2 separate regions of the Mus musculus genome follow, and region 2 is linked to region 1. A link is a contact called in public HiCAR-type data. All regions are on one chromosome and are shown on one strand. Each heading gives the region's core, a stretch centred on a gene start, on an enhancer-like site or on the middle of the called end of the contact. The rest is flanking DNA. Distances are from core to core; before and after follow the strand shown. Region 1 has its middle 18 kb from the start of Gm26291. Region 2 overlaps St6gal2 (beta galactoside alpha 2,6 sialyltransferase 2).

Region 1 (7,093 bases), core at 2,356-4,855:
GAGATTGGAATGTTGCAGATCCAGAGGGTAATAACCTTATTTGGGGCTAGCTTGAGACCTTAGAATAGCCTTTCATTTCCACCACCTCTGTGTCAGATCTAATATTCTGTCACTAATACGTGAAAAACATTGGAATATATTAACTTAGTAGATGTCCTGACTTCTTGTTTAGGTTTGGTCTTGTGCACTGTATATTCAGTTGTTGATTTTTGTGCCTAGAGATCTGGTTACAGTCTGAAGGCCAGCATTGTCACGATTATTGAAACCTCTCTGTCATCAAGGTTGTATAAAGAATACTGGCCAGTTATCTCTGGTTGGTTAATAAAGAGCTGATCAACCTATGGCTGAGCAGAGAAGTTAGAAAAGCTGGACTTCCAATCCCAGCCAAGGGTAAAGAAGAAAGAGATGTAGCACAAAGAAAAAAAGTAGAAAGACCATGTGGAGAGGACATGAGGCAAGGGTCCAGGAAAATCTTATTGAACAGGTTTCTCAGGGGCTCTCCATCAGGACACACAGAGTGGAACAAGCCAAGGTGAAACTTTGAATGAATATGAAGGACCATGTGGCTGGGAAATAAATAGCTTGTAGGTTTAAAATATATGAATATCTGCACAGTCATAGTACTGAAAGTGTGCTAATAAACTTAACAGGTTTTTGTGTTGAATATTTGACAGCTACAACAGGAACAAATATGGATAGCATTGTTAAATTATGGCCTACACTTCTACCAACTCAAAAGCTAAAAATGTCATCTGATAGCATCTTAGGTCTATAGCAAAGCTTCCCTTATCTTGCTGTCTGATATTCTACAAAGTATTTAAAATCTGCCTTTATTTATGACTTCCTTTGATCTATAAAATTATGAAATGTCATAAAACTGTTTTCACATTGGAAGCTGGAATGTTGAGTAACCTAAACATGTGGTCCTAGACTATGTTCATTCAATGTGACTCTAGAATGAACTATCTTCTACTCTTCTGAAGATGAAAACTATAGTTTTTTTGCATTGATAATATATTGAAAATAATTAAAGAAAAATTAAAAGTAAATAAATATGCAAAATAGCCATGTTTTATTGGGAAATTGCCTATCAAAATCCCTGCCACTTCCACTGTTTTCTTTCTTATGCTATTTCAAATAATGAAAAACAATTGTGATATTTTCCCTTTCTTAAAATTAGTGTGTTATTTTAGTTTTTTTCAAAACCTATTTTTATTGATGGTTCTTAAACACTTTAACCTCCTTTTTAGCCTACCACCCACAACAGGTAGTAGGAAAAAAAAAAAGATATGGGGAGATGGACCTGTTTAGAAATGGGTCTTTAGAGCAACTCCCATCTGTGTTGTCTAGAAATGGTAGTTCATTTCACAAGTCAGCAGCAGCTGCTAGATCCACTTGCAAACATTGCACAGATATAACAACTGTCCAGTTTGATAGAGTCAGGATAGCTGACACAAATCAACAATAGTGGCCCTACCTAGCAGAGCCAGGCCTCAATCTCAGCACAAGTCAGCAGGAGGGACCAGCAGAAATGCCAGAAGAAATTCTTGGCTGTGTCTCTCTCAGTTAAGCAAAGATGAGTAAAGACATCAGACCAACACAATGTACAGCTCACTCTATAAGCGAACCTAGCCCACCTACATTACAGTCCATTGGGCCTATTTGTACTCCCTCCAAATATCATGTGTCCTCCCTGAGTCTTGCCTCATCTCCTGTCTTGACTTGTCAGTGATTCTGTCTCAGCTAACATCACTCTGCCAATCAGCACAAATCTGCAGAAGTGGCAAGAAACTACAGCACCCCACCAGAAGTTTTTTGTTGTGTTTCTCTCAATGGAGTATGGAACTCAACTACCCAGTGCGAAGCGGACCAATACACAGGCGTCATTTTCAAAGAATTCTTCATCATGTGTCCTTTCATGTGCTTGCTTTAGCAGAACATCCTCTCACCTGAGTCTGATACAGCAAAATGTTCCTTCACAAGTTTGCCGCAGCAAAACACCATCCAACACAACCGACTATCCAAATAACCCTTAAGTTTCCACTTCATGAGTGACTCTGAAGGGAAATGAAGATGGCGCCTCAAAAGCTGATCCTGAGGAAAGGCTGAATCTTCAACTATCTCCGAGCCTGCTTTTATCCAGCTAGATCTCTAATAAAGTAAGCATGTTGTATAATACCACATGTCATTGTCATTAGATTATCCAGTTTCCAGTTCACTCTTAGTGATATTATGATACTAGGTTTTCATTAGCATATGTTGATTATAATTAATAATGGGAATATTTCCACCAATACATACAGCACACATTGGTTATAACCAAACCAACTTTCATGCCACCCTGTTCCTCACATCCTTCCTATAAACCACTAATCATGAATATATTCTAGCTTCAACATATGGAAAAATAGATTTAAGAGAATTATCAAATGCAAAGCAGTATTATGCATTCTTAATTTAAGAACGCATTGCCATGTTAATTGAGAGGCAAATACTCTCATAGTAATGTACTAGTCAGTGTATCATCATCCTCAGTATAAACACTCAGAACAAAAACCCTCAGTAGTTTTCAAACTTGCATTTTTTTCCCAGCATAGAGAGGGAGGGACAAAAAGGCAGGTATTTTAGAAAGAGTAAATGTATTCTCTGATGTTTAGGTTCCATTGAAAGCTCGTGAAAGCTTTTCTCTGCATCCCTACTTTGTGTGTCTTCTAGCATAATTTTCTTGTCTGGTCTTTCTACATAAGTATGTAAAAAATGAGGGGGTCTCTCTTACTCTAAGCTAAATTTTAGCGCTCATGACTATGTATGAGATCTGATTTCACTACAGTTTGTGAATATTGGCCTAATTTTTAGTCTCTTTAACTGAGCAACAACAATTTATATAACCATTCTATTTGTTCTGGTTCAGCCTTTCCTTTCCCATGTAGCTGCCAACATCAGTTACCAGATGTTAAAGAATTACAGACATTTTATACTTGCATTATGAAAGATGTCTGTAATAGCCCATCTCTGCTGGAGCCACACCACAGCAATGCACCCATAGAAATCGGCTCAAAAGGATGCTTTTGCTGTCTTCTGAGCCCATCCTTCCCAAACTAGGGAGTAGTTGCACCTGACCTTGAAAATGACTAGATATAATGAGAGTGTGCTCAAATTTTCTTTTACTTTCAAAAAAAACAGTGTTACTACCTGTTGGGAAAACAGAGGCTGAGCTTTCTAAAAAGCCTATCAATGACAGTGTGGATTTTCCTTTCTTGGAATGTATTTTTAGACCCAGCCAGGGAGTTGGGGAGAGGCCAGGCAGGGAGGATTTCATGTAGGGAGGTTATCAACATCACTCTATCTTTTGTGCTTCAGCAGGAGAGATGCTGCTAGTTTCTGAGTTTGCCTTTGGTCATCCTGTCTTTCCTTTTAATGAATTTTCTCACAGGAGGAAACACAAAAGACAGCATTTTACAACCAAAACTCAAGAGCTAAAACAACCAAATGCTATTACACACAAAATGGTTTCACAAAACACCTTGCAAGATTGAGTGTGATTGCTCTCTGGCTGAAAAATGAGATAGCGCAACATAAGCTTCTTCCCACAACACTGAATTAAGCATCTTTGAAAGACTCAATGTCAAGAAGACAAAAATACCAGCAAATGCAAAATTAAACAGAAGTGTCTTATAACTTCCCAGCAACAAATTCTAGTTCCGAGAGTGTTCAAGCAGCTGCCTAGTGCTACCCCCTTTGTTTCCTTTTCTCACATTCTTTCCTTCCATGAAAAGAGAAAGATAGAAATAAGAAAGCTATATAAAGAACTCCCAGAATCCTACAGAACAGGCTAAATGTATTTCAATCTACTTTGTCAAATTTTCAATTACCACATCTTAGTCCTGCAAGTCAGCAGAGTGATTCATCTATTCTTTTGCATGACATAAAATGGGGGCTTTATTTGTATACCCCTTTGCCATTGAAACAAAGAATTTTAATGCCTACTCAGAGCTATAGTACATCTGTTTGCTGAGTTGTCAAAGATAAAAAGGATGGCTTCTCCCTTTAGTTTTTTAAATGTTAAAATACAGAAGTTCAAAGAAAAGAGGCAGAGATACAGATTTGGGAGAGGAGTATCAGTTCATTTACACTGCAGCTGTTGTTAGCTGATTGCATGTCTTCTGGTAGAAGCTGGTCCTAGATTTGGGGTCTGGTATTCAGGAATTCTTTGCATGGCATGGGAACAAAGAGAATAAACAACAGAGTTTCTCTCTAGCATTTGTAAGAATATGAGTTGTTACCATCAAGGGTAGAATAAGAGGCTACTGCATGGAGTCTCCCAGCTTTCTGAGAACAGTTAATCTTCCTAATCTAACTGTGTATCCTTTACTGGAAGGAGATTTTGGCATCTAGGTACAATCTCTCAGAACATCTTAAATATCTAGTACATGGCTCAACCCATTAAGGAATGCATTTGGAAAAGAGGAAAATTCAAAACAACAAACCAGTACATCTATGGGCTGCCTTGTGTTGCTTAAGCTCCATCACTCCACACTCATGTTCTTCTAATCTTGAGGCAGGATACAAGATGGGGAAAACTGTAGGGATCTGGAAAAGAAAATGAGGCACTTACTCAATATTGCCTGAAGCTTCTTGTCAGTTGAAAATCCAGAATCCAGCCCAGTAACATATATTTAAGGGCTTTCTTTCTTACTAGATGAAAACCTGTGCTTTTCTAAGCATCTCACCAGAAATCCCATTTACAGAAAGCAGCATGAACTAAACCCCTTGAGTGTCTATAGCAGCTCCTGGTTTTAACTTATGAGACTGGAATAATGTTGAAAGTCATTTTGAAATCTCAGTTACTAAAAAGCAAAAGGAAGAAAAATAACAGGTTCTCAGAAAATTTTTGCGATGTAACTTGAGAAGCACCAATATGGTGTGCATGACTAATAAGACAACTGATTGAGACTTTATCCAGAGCCCATACATTCCTATATTACTTTCTTTCTCTTAAGCTTTATGTTTATAAGACAACTGATTGAGACTTTATCCAGAGCCCATACATTCCTATATTACTTTCTTTCTCTTAAGCTTTATGTTTATAACCGAGGTCCATATATATCTTAATAATGTGACTCTTCTTAAGGAAGTTTCCTCTATGCTTTATGTATGCTTTTATCATTTTTCTGAATGTCTTCCCTTCTATATTCAATAGAATTCCAATTCTGTTTCTCCCTGAGTAACCCTGAGATTCCTGTCTATACTGAAGTTACAAGTCCTGAGTTTGCCTAGTCAAAGTCCCTAAAAATAAATGCTTCTGGCTGCAGAGGCTATCGTGTGGAACAATAACTCATTCACCACTGGGACACCCTGAGCATAAAACCACAAAGCAAGGATTGTCTCAGTAGGCCTTACTGAAAGTTCCTGGAATCATTTCTTTCCTTTGAATTGGCTGTTTTCAAAAGATAAATTTAATCAGACATCTCTGTTTTTCCCTCCCATTTTTCATATTTAGTTAAGCTCTTCCAGGAAACATCCTTCCACATCTTGAGACTGACAGTAATTCCAGATGCAGTTACGCTGACGCAAAGGCTTTTAGGAATTTTCAGTCATTGTTAAGACAAAGAGGCTTCTTAATAAACTACTGTACTTCACACTCTTGTCCTTACATCCCATACATGTATGTCAAAATCTCATCTTGGTTCAGTGACAGTGTTTTTGGTGTGTGTGTGCAGAAAAATAAAAAGGGAAGAACCTCTTTAAAGAGTCTATCATTTTGCTTGGGAAGGTATTCCTTCATAGTCAGAATGAAAGCTGTCTTACTTATTGGTTTCAGTGATATTTTCTGAAAACAAAACAGGCAATGACAAAATTTCCACTGCAGTGTAACAGCCTCATCCAGCCAGCATCTTCATTGCTCTCACAGCCTTGCCAGCAGAACCACATCAGAAACCTGCCAAAATAAATTTCTGTTAGCCAAAGTGTCAGTGTTTCCAAGTTAAAGTGACATTAGGAAGTTTTAATCAGAAATGAGTTGGAGAAGGCAAGATTCATACACAAGAGGTTTGTTCTTTGCCCTTCTCCTTCCCTTTTAAAATTGGCAGGTAGTGACCTAGTTAAAAAAAAATGGAGAGTTTCTATGGGATTTCCACCTGTACTTCCCTTATTGCCAACAACTTTCATTAGCATGATGTATTGTTAGAGCTGATGAAGTGGTCATTATTTGTGTATCATTATTTGTTGGTGATAATTCACAATATGTCCCATGCAATATATTCTATAAGTATTCACAGATTCTCAATGTTATGTATCCACCATGGCAATATCATGCAGAATATTTACCTCTGCTATTCATTGATCTTTTGTGTACCTAGTTTGCTTCTTCCAGAATATGATATAGTGGGCATAAAAAAATATATTACCTTTCACTTAGCAGGCATTTAGGATTCCCATTTTATTCTGTATTCCACACTAAAGGTGCAACTTAGTTTATATACTCACTCACTGAGGGTGTCCTTGTTTCTGAGTTTGGACAATTACAAATAAAGACACTATAAACAACCGTGCATAGGAAGTGAGAAGCACATGATTTCAACTCATTGGGAAACCTAAGGTTATGATAGTATGATCATATGGTATGAGTGTGTTAAGGTTTTATAACTTTTTTAAATTTGCAATTTAGTAATGGCTACCAATATCTTTTATATAATTTTTTTCTCCATACTTTCTTTAGTATTTTTAAATATACCAATCTTAAATCATATTTATTACATTTTTCTTTCTTTCTTTTTTATGCACATTTGTGCTCCATGGTGGATTTATGAAATTGTGAGAATGTGGAGGTCAAAAGAGAACTGGCCCCTACAAAGTTCTCTTCTTCTACCACATGAGTCTCAAGGATCGACCTAAGCCATCAGGCTTAGCCACGGGTCCTTTTTCTGATACAACACCATGCTAAGTCAATACCTATTTTTAATAGAGTTGTTTCCTTTTCATTCTGTCAAGATTTGAAAGCTCTTTGCATGTGTTAGCATATGTGCTTTGGTAATAAGTACTGTTGTGGATTTTCTTTGTCTGTGGACTGTCTTTTTATTGTTTTCTCTTTTAC
Region 2 (7,093 bases), core at 1,677-4,176, 810 kb before region 1:
CAAGTGTGGTTTCATTGCAGATCTTTGGGGCCAGCACTTCACCTTGGGGTTCTAAAGCACTACGAGGTGGACAAAACCTGAAAAAGACAGGAGCCTGGTTAGCATAAGAAATCTGCGCAGACACTGCCGGGGCAGCATTTAATCAAAAGTCGACTGAGGGGGGAATCAGAAAAACAGAATTCTCTTCTCTCCTACTTTCACTCTTGACTTCTGAAAGACAAAAGGTCACACCATCTAAGCAAAATCTTGAGAGAAATAAACGTTTCCCAAGAGACTCTGGACATGTCTGCCATTTCTAGCCTAAGCACTCTTGTGAGGGTCTATTGCTGTTCCCTCCCTTGGCATCTAAGAGAATTCTATTTAGGTGAGGCAAAGTTGGAGAATAAAGTAGTTTGCCTGCTCATATCTGCTAGCAGTCCATCAAAGTCTCAGCTCGTACATTTTATAGGCATCAATGGTAGGCCTGTCTAAGTTCTTCATGACCTACCTAGAATATATCAGAAGTCCACCACTGTTAGTACTGAATAGAGCAATGCTGGGTGACTGTGGCCACAGGCAAATACTGCAGGGTCCTTGCTGACTTCAGTGCCCTCAAGAATTGCCCTACCCTCTGCAAGCAAGACTGAACTAGAGCCACATAGTAAACCAAGAGGAAATACCAGCAGTTATCTTGTTGTGCTCCAGACCCTGCACTTAGCATTTGTTCTGAGTTATCTCTTGATCTTTTTATCTCTGAATAAGACATAAAGCACTATTACATCCATTTCCAAATGAAGCAACAGGTCCACCGAGGTAAACCAATATGCTCACAAACATGTCGAGCAAGCAATATTATGCTCAAACCCACTATGACCCCAGGGCTCACTAAACTTGGAAGGCATCTGCTCATACCTGCTCATATCTGCTTAAGGAAAGTTGTATTTTCTAGATTTGGCTTATCTGTCTGTGGTAAAGGATCATTTTCACCCAAATTGCCACTCACTGCTATACTTTTTTTTGTTTCCCTCTGTACCAGAATGTCATGGCTGTGCCAGTTACTGTCAAAACTTCTCACTGCTTACTCTTTATGTCCCCACATGTCTCACCAGAAAGAGATAATGGATACTTTTCTACAGTGCAACCTGGGACCATGATTCGAAGGTCATTTTCTATGTTACTCAACTAACCTGTCCATTAAGGACACAGTCCATCACGTTTTAAGTTATAATGTCCAACAAAAAGGTCTAGGAGTCCTCTCTAGTATTTTGAGAATCAACTGGAAATCGTAACATTACCCTCTGTAACAATTATTCTATTTCCACTAAAACTGTGGACATTGCAATTTCATTCTGTCACTTACTACCCATAGGTGGTGCAAGTGAGGAGCATCTTCATAAGACTTCCCTCACTTCAGATGCCAGCCTTAGGGGTCACCAGGCCATGTTTGGCTCAGCTATCAAGCAGAAAGTCCCCACAATATCCATTAGGTTTGATACTCTGCTATAATGAATAACAAAACCAAGCAAAATGGTACATGTAATTATTTTGGTTTTATATATACAAGACCCATGAGGTGATGAATGAAGGGATTTCACTTCTGGTATACAAAAACCTCAGCAGTCATAGAGCTACATTGAATCTCACTGCCAGCATTTTACTGAGGTTGTGTTATATGGGTATTATTTCATGAATTACCAGCCTCAAGGGTAAACTCAATCCACAGCTCTCCTTTCCTTGTTGGAAGACAATACTGAGTTCTAAGCCAAAAATTTCACATTGTTAGCCTTTCAGAAGTCCCTAACTTAAGCTTTGTAGGAACTTGTAATAATGAGCATAGTCCTATCACAGGGAATCTGAATAATTGAAACAGAGTTTCAGAAAGGATCCTATGACAAAGACTAAAGGAGTCCTTCAGTGTTCACAGGGTGAACTACTACTGAAAGGATGGATTTGAAAGCCTGCCTTCCTGTTTCTAAATGGGAATGATTTCGCTGCTCTGAGCTTTGAGTGGGTAACAGGAGAAAGATAAGATCATTTCAGCATTAGCCTGTGAGAACCTTTTTATAACCTACAGATAAAGGTGGGGAATGTGGGGTGTGAGAATCAGGGGTGTAATAAAATAGAAAAAACCAGCTTTGAGCTGTTGGGAAGAAGCCAGATACCTCTGGCCCCAGAAGCCATGCCCCATATGCTACATGAATTCATGTTGCCTTATAATTTAGTGGCTGCAGGAAGCTGAGGCGAAAGAAGTCTGAAGGTGAACCTGCTGAATTACACAGAATGATTCCTGAGATCAGAGCCCGGCTTCATTACATGAAAATGCCTAGTTCCTTGAAAATGAGACGGGAAGCCTTTTCTGTCAAGGGAAATAACGGCTGGCACAGTAGGGAGGTAAAATAATGAGAAGATATCTGGGGACACCGGGAAAAGAAGGTCCCACTGAGTACCCAAGGCCCTGTCCCTATTTGTTCTTTCCTTCCTGATGTGCTAGACTTGAGAAAACAGAAGAATCCCCATGATCCTCAGAGCTCACAAAAGAAGTAATAATCTCAAGGCAAAGAACGGCAGTTCTGCATCGGGTAAGATGCACAGACCTCCTGGCACACAGTAAGTAATTATGCAGAGGAGGAAATTTGCTGCCTCCACTCATGATCAGGCTTCAACTTTTAATAATTCAAGTCTTCTGTGCAACTTTGATGGCTGCAAGCCTTCTGTTGCTAATTAAGAGACCACCCTCCAAAATGATTACGTCTCAAAGACACTGGCAGATCCTCTGCTAGCAAAACACACATAATTCCCTCTGTTTATTCCTGGTCTCCATCAGACACATTTTATAACAGATCTAGGTCATAAAGGTGAGGGACATTAAAGTCAAAGCATGTGTCCTTCTTCATGTGGAAGGGAAGCTCTTGTTATGCAACAGAGAGCATCCTTTTCCTATGATAGCACATCTGAACTGTTATACTGACATCACTTAAACAGAATCGTCTGTTGCACTCACTGCTATAAGCCATCATTAGCGGGTATGGTATAAATGGCATCGGAGGTAGAGGAGAAGTCCATAGGCAAAGCATCTGTCCCTAGATGCCAGTGGAAAGTACTCCCTAATCATAACTTCATGTGTATATTGTCAGTGAGGGTTAAATGACTGCCACGTTCAGCTATGGCAAGATTATCTGCATACTGGACCAGTGCAACTTACTCTGCCCTCCACAGATATGCTCAATTATTACCTAGCAGCAGGAAGATTTTGATGCCCAGGGGACTCTCTCTGTTATTGGCACTACCTCTGTCCTATGGAATTTCTATTTTTATGTAGAGAATATATCCATAACCCCTAGAAATTATTCTGATTCCTTTGCTCATCTAGAAAGCTTGGTGGGTTTCCTTAACTAAGATATGGATTTCCTCTTCCAAACAGAGAAAATAAAAAGAGTTCAGTTGTCTTCAGGAAAATCATAATTAGACAGAAGAATGTTTAAATTCTTCAAAGTATTCTAAAAGAGATCATATTTCCCCAAAGACATGTTGTTAGATGAAATTATGAAATGTAAACAATTCTGCAAGCAGTAAAATTCGGCATGATGTTAAGGCAGCTAAGTTTCTGTTTTGTTTAAGGACAAAGAGCTGAATTATAGTTAGTCTTTGCTTCTGTAATGGAATCACTCCTGAGCCCTAAGATTGACAAGTTTTATCACCAGGTTTTGTTTTTTGTTTGTTTGTTTGTTTTGTTTTGATTCAGGTTTGGTGTTGACTGTTGTGGTTGTTAATATACTTTTAATACGTTTGGGGTAACCCTAACGACCAGGTTTACTGCGAGTCTCAAAAACCAAAGAGTTGTCTGGACCAAATTCAAATCTAAGATTTAACTTGTGAGCTACAGAGGGACATCCATATCTAAATGGTCTCCATGACCTTTGTCCTTAAAATTAGCTCCTGTTACACACGAGAAGGCATTCCAGACACAGAGAAGGAATATAAAGTGCTCCAGTTAGGATGCATCTATCGCTTCCCAACCTCACAGGCCCCTTTACAAATGGCCCCTTTCCTTACTTCACTTTTGTAAAAGTAAGAACGTGTTTAGACCACTAAATACAGAAGGCTAAGAGTCCCAGTCCGTTCTAAAGCCATATTCAAAAAAACAGAAGGGAAAGGCCAGCCAGATCAGGGAGTATTGTGGTGATGGGACACAAGCCCCCTTTTAAGGAGTACTTCAAATCTTTGTCTTTGGAAGAACAGTCCCCCTTGATAGAGAGGCCTCTTCTCTGTGGCAGGGTGGGGTTATGAGTGAGTACAGATGTGAGGAAGGGATGACACACTCAAAGGATCTCATTTGGCAAAGGTGTTAAGTTTTCATAAGGGGTGCCAGGGCAATTAATGATAAGATACTCAGACAAGCTACAGTGGAGATGACTGCAAGCCTCCTATAGGTGGCAGCAACATATTACTCAGTCTCAAACACTCAGGAAAAGTGGATGGCCTATGGAACACTCTTAAACTGTATTTCTCAAATAAATGATTGGAACTAGTAAGATATAGCAAATGCAGGAAAGCCCATGTTCCTAGTTGTTTATAGGATGGCTCTGTTGGTATATGCTTCTCAACCTACAAGGAGGGTCTGGGTTGGCTCCAGGAATGCATAAAACTAGGCAGTAGACAGTTAGGCTTTTTGCATGCCTAGTGCACTAAAGCAAACCTTGAGTACTTCAGTAAAGAGAAGGCCTGGAGATGGACACTTATGATCAGGGTGGAAGAGGGGTGATTGTCTCAAGCCTTGGGACACCTAGGCTTGTTCCTGCATGAGGATGTGTGCAGAAAACACAAAGCACAAGGATGGTAAAGGTTTGGGTTGACTCAGGGTGGGATGCTCTTACAAGATGGTGGCATACATATATTTCTAGGTCAGTTATTGTCTACAGTACAGTGTTTTTGCTGAGGGGTCAGGCAGATAGGAAATGGTTTTAAAGGGAGATTTGCAGATGTGAGTCTCCCAGGCAGCTTTCAGTGGGGCAGGAGCAGGGGAAGAAAAATGATTTCAAAAGACTATCACTGGTTGTACTGTATGAAAACAACACAAGCTGCCTAGTGTGGTGTTCTTTTCTCTTTCTGAAACAGCTTTCAGACTTTGGGCACAATGTCTCTTTGTTTTATATTCATTAGCATTCAAATATTTACAGTTTGCACTAATAATGTGCCAAGGCTTGTAGTTGAAGCTGTCAATTTGATTCAGCACTGATTATCTATCTATCTATCTATCTATCTATCTATCTATCTATCTATCTATCTATCTATCTATCTATCTATCTATGTATCTATGTATCTATCTATTTATGTATCTATCTATTTATTTTACTTTTTCACTTTACATCCCACTCACTGTCCCCTTCCAGTCCCCCCCTCTCACAATCCTTCCTCTTACTCCTCCCCTTCTCCTCTGAGGGGGTGAGACCCCCTGGGTATCCTGACACCCTGGCACATCAAGTCTTTCAGGCTAGGCACATCCACTCCCACTGAGGCCAGACAAGGCAGGCCAACTAGAAGAACATATTTATTCCATGTATAGGAAATAACTTTTGGGATAGCCCCTGCTAGAGTTGTTCGGGACCCACATTAAGACCATGCTGCACATCTAATAGATATGTGTTAGGAGGCCTAAGTCCAGCCCGTGTAAGCTCTCTGGTTGGTGGTTCAGTCTCAGAAAGCCCCAAGGGTCCAGGTTAGTTGACTTTGTTGGTCTTCTGTAGGGTTCCTATCTCTGTCAGGGCCTGCAACCCTTTCTCCTATTCTTCCATACGGGTCAAACTCCAACCAGTGTTTGACTGTGGGTGTTGGTATCTGTCTGAGTCACCTGCTTGATGGAGCCTTAGCATAACAGAGTATCATTAATAGTCAGGGATTGGCGCCACTGTTTAACTCAGAAGATATGAAGTTGCAGACTTGAAAGATTTGCATGGACTCTTAAAATAGAACTGGGCTTGAACATAACATAGATATAGCCAAAGTTGGCTCTTAGAAGAACGTTCTGTACAAGCATAGGCTCCCTGTTTTTTCAAAAGGCAATGTTGTAACTTTAATTGCTATAAAGTTAACTCTTAATGATGGTTCTTAAATGCTCTTAAATGATGGTAGTAGAAAATAAAAAATACGGGGAAAGTGGACCTATTTAGAAAGCTTCTTTGGAGCAACTCTGGAATGTGTTGTCTGGAAATAGGCAGTTCAGTTCACAGGTTAGTAGAGGCAGCTCTATCCACTTGCAAACACTTCACAGATACAACGCTAATCCAGTTTGGCAGAGTTGGGATAGCAAACAGGAGTCAGCAGCAGTGGCACTACCTAGTAGAGATAGCCAGGCCTCAGCCTGGGCTCTATTCAACAGGATGGACCAGGAGGAAAGCCAGGAGAAGTTCTCCTCTGTGCCTCCCTCAGGGAATCGAATATCAATGAAGATGCAAGACCCACAATCATTACACAGCTAGCTCTATAAGCAAGCCAAGCTCAGCCTCTGTCACTGTCTGTAGAGTCCTATTTATATTCTCCAAACATCACATGCCCTCCACAGGTCTTGCCTCTACACATGTCTTGCCTCAGCATGTGCCTCTGTCTCAGCTGTCTCTGCCAATCAGCCCGAGTCTGAGAAAGAGGCAAGAAACTACAGCACATCACCGGAAGATTTTTGGTGCACTTCTCTCTATGGAGTCCTGACAAATGCAGCTCAACTATGCAGTGTAAGGCAGACAAATACATTTATGTCATTGGTGAAGAATCCTTCATCATGTGCACTTTTGTGTGCTTGCTTTAGTAGAACATCCTTTGTCTGGTGTCTGCTTCAGTGCAACATTCCCTCACGAGTCTGCCTTAGTGTGTCCAATTCAGGAAAACACTCGTTCACATGTTAGCCCCAGCAAAACACCATCCAGCCGACTTTCCAAAGATCCCTTAAGTTGCAACTTCACAGTGTAGATTGCTCCCCATCCTAATCCAAGGGGTATCTAGAGTATCACCACAGGCATCTGATGATACAACTGTAAAGTCAGAGTCAACATCCCTGACCCAGGCATTGGGTGGAACAGAACATATGACAGTGGCATCTAAGCAGAACAAAAAAAGGGACTAG

What was found. HiCAR-type assays count read pairs that join an accessible place to other places.
Region 2: a HiCAR-type map of PVALB interneurons shows a contact between it and region 1, with 6 times the contacts expected there. The contact joins two enhancer-like sites. A contact is called at or near these places in 5 of 39 promoter capture datasets (the HPC-7 cell line, cranial neural crest, frontonasal cranial neural crest and 2 more), 13 of 484 Hi-C or Micro-C datasets (the HPC-7 cell line, cerebellar granule neurons, cerebral cortex and 5 more) and 1 of 115 datasets of contacts at active chromatin or transcription factors (PVALB interneurons).

What each region holds. Positions count from the first base shown.
Region 1 is chr17:54,666,228-54,673,320 of GRCm38.p6, reverse strand. No RefSeq gene overlaps it. Among named protein-coding and RNA genes, the nearest start is that of Gm26291, 18 kb to the right of the region's middle. Within about 2 kb of position 3,605, at least 7 of the 459 cell types and tissues checked have an H3K27ac peak or open chromatin away from gene starts, as enhancers often do. A contact at or near this core is called in PVALB interneurons, where this site is marked.
Region 2 is chr17:55,474,889-55,481,981 of GRCm38.p6, reverse strand. It overlaps St6gal2 (beta galactoside alpha 2,6 sialyltransferase 2), which reads right to left. Exons shown (of 6, transcript NM_001347403.1): 2 at 1-77. The coding sequence starts at 15. Among named protein-coding and RNA genes, the nearest start is that of St6gal2, 33 kb to the right of the region's middle. Within about 2 kb of position 2,926, at least 4 of the 459 cell types and tissues checked have an H3K27ac peak or open chromatin away from gene starts, as enhancers often do. A contact at or near this core is called in PVALB interneurons, where this site is marked.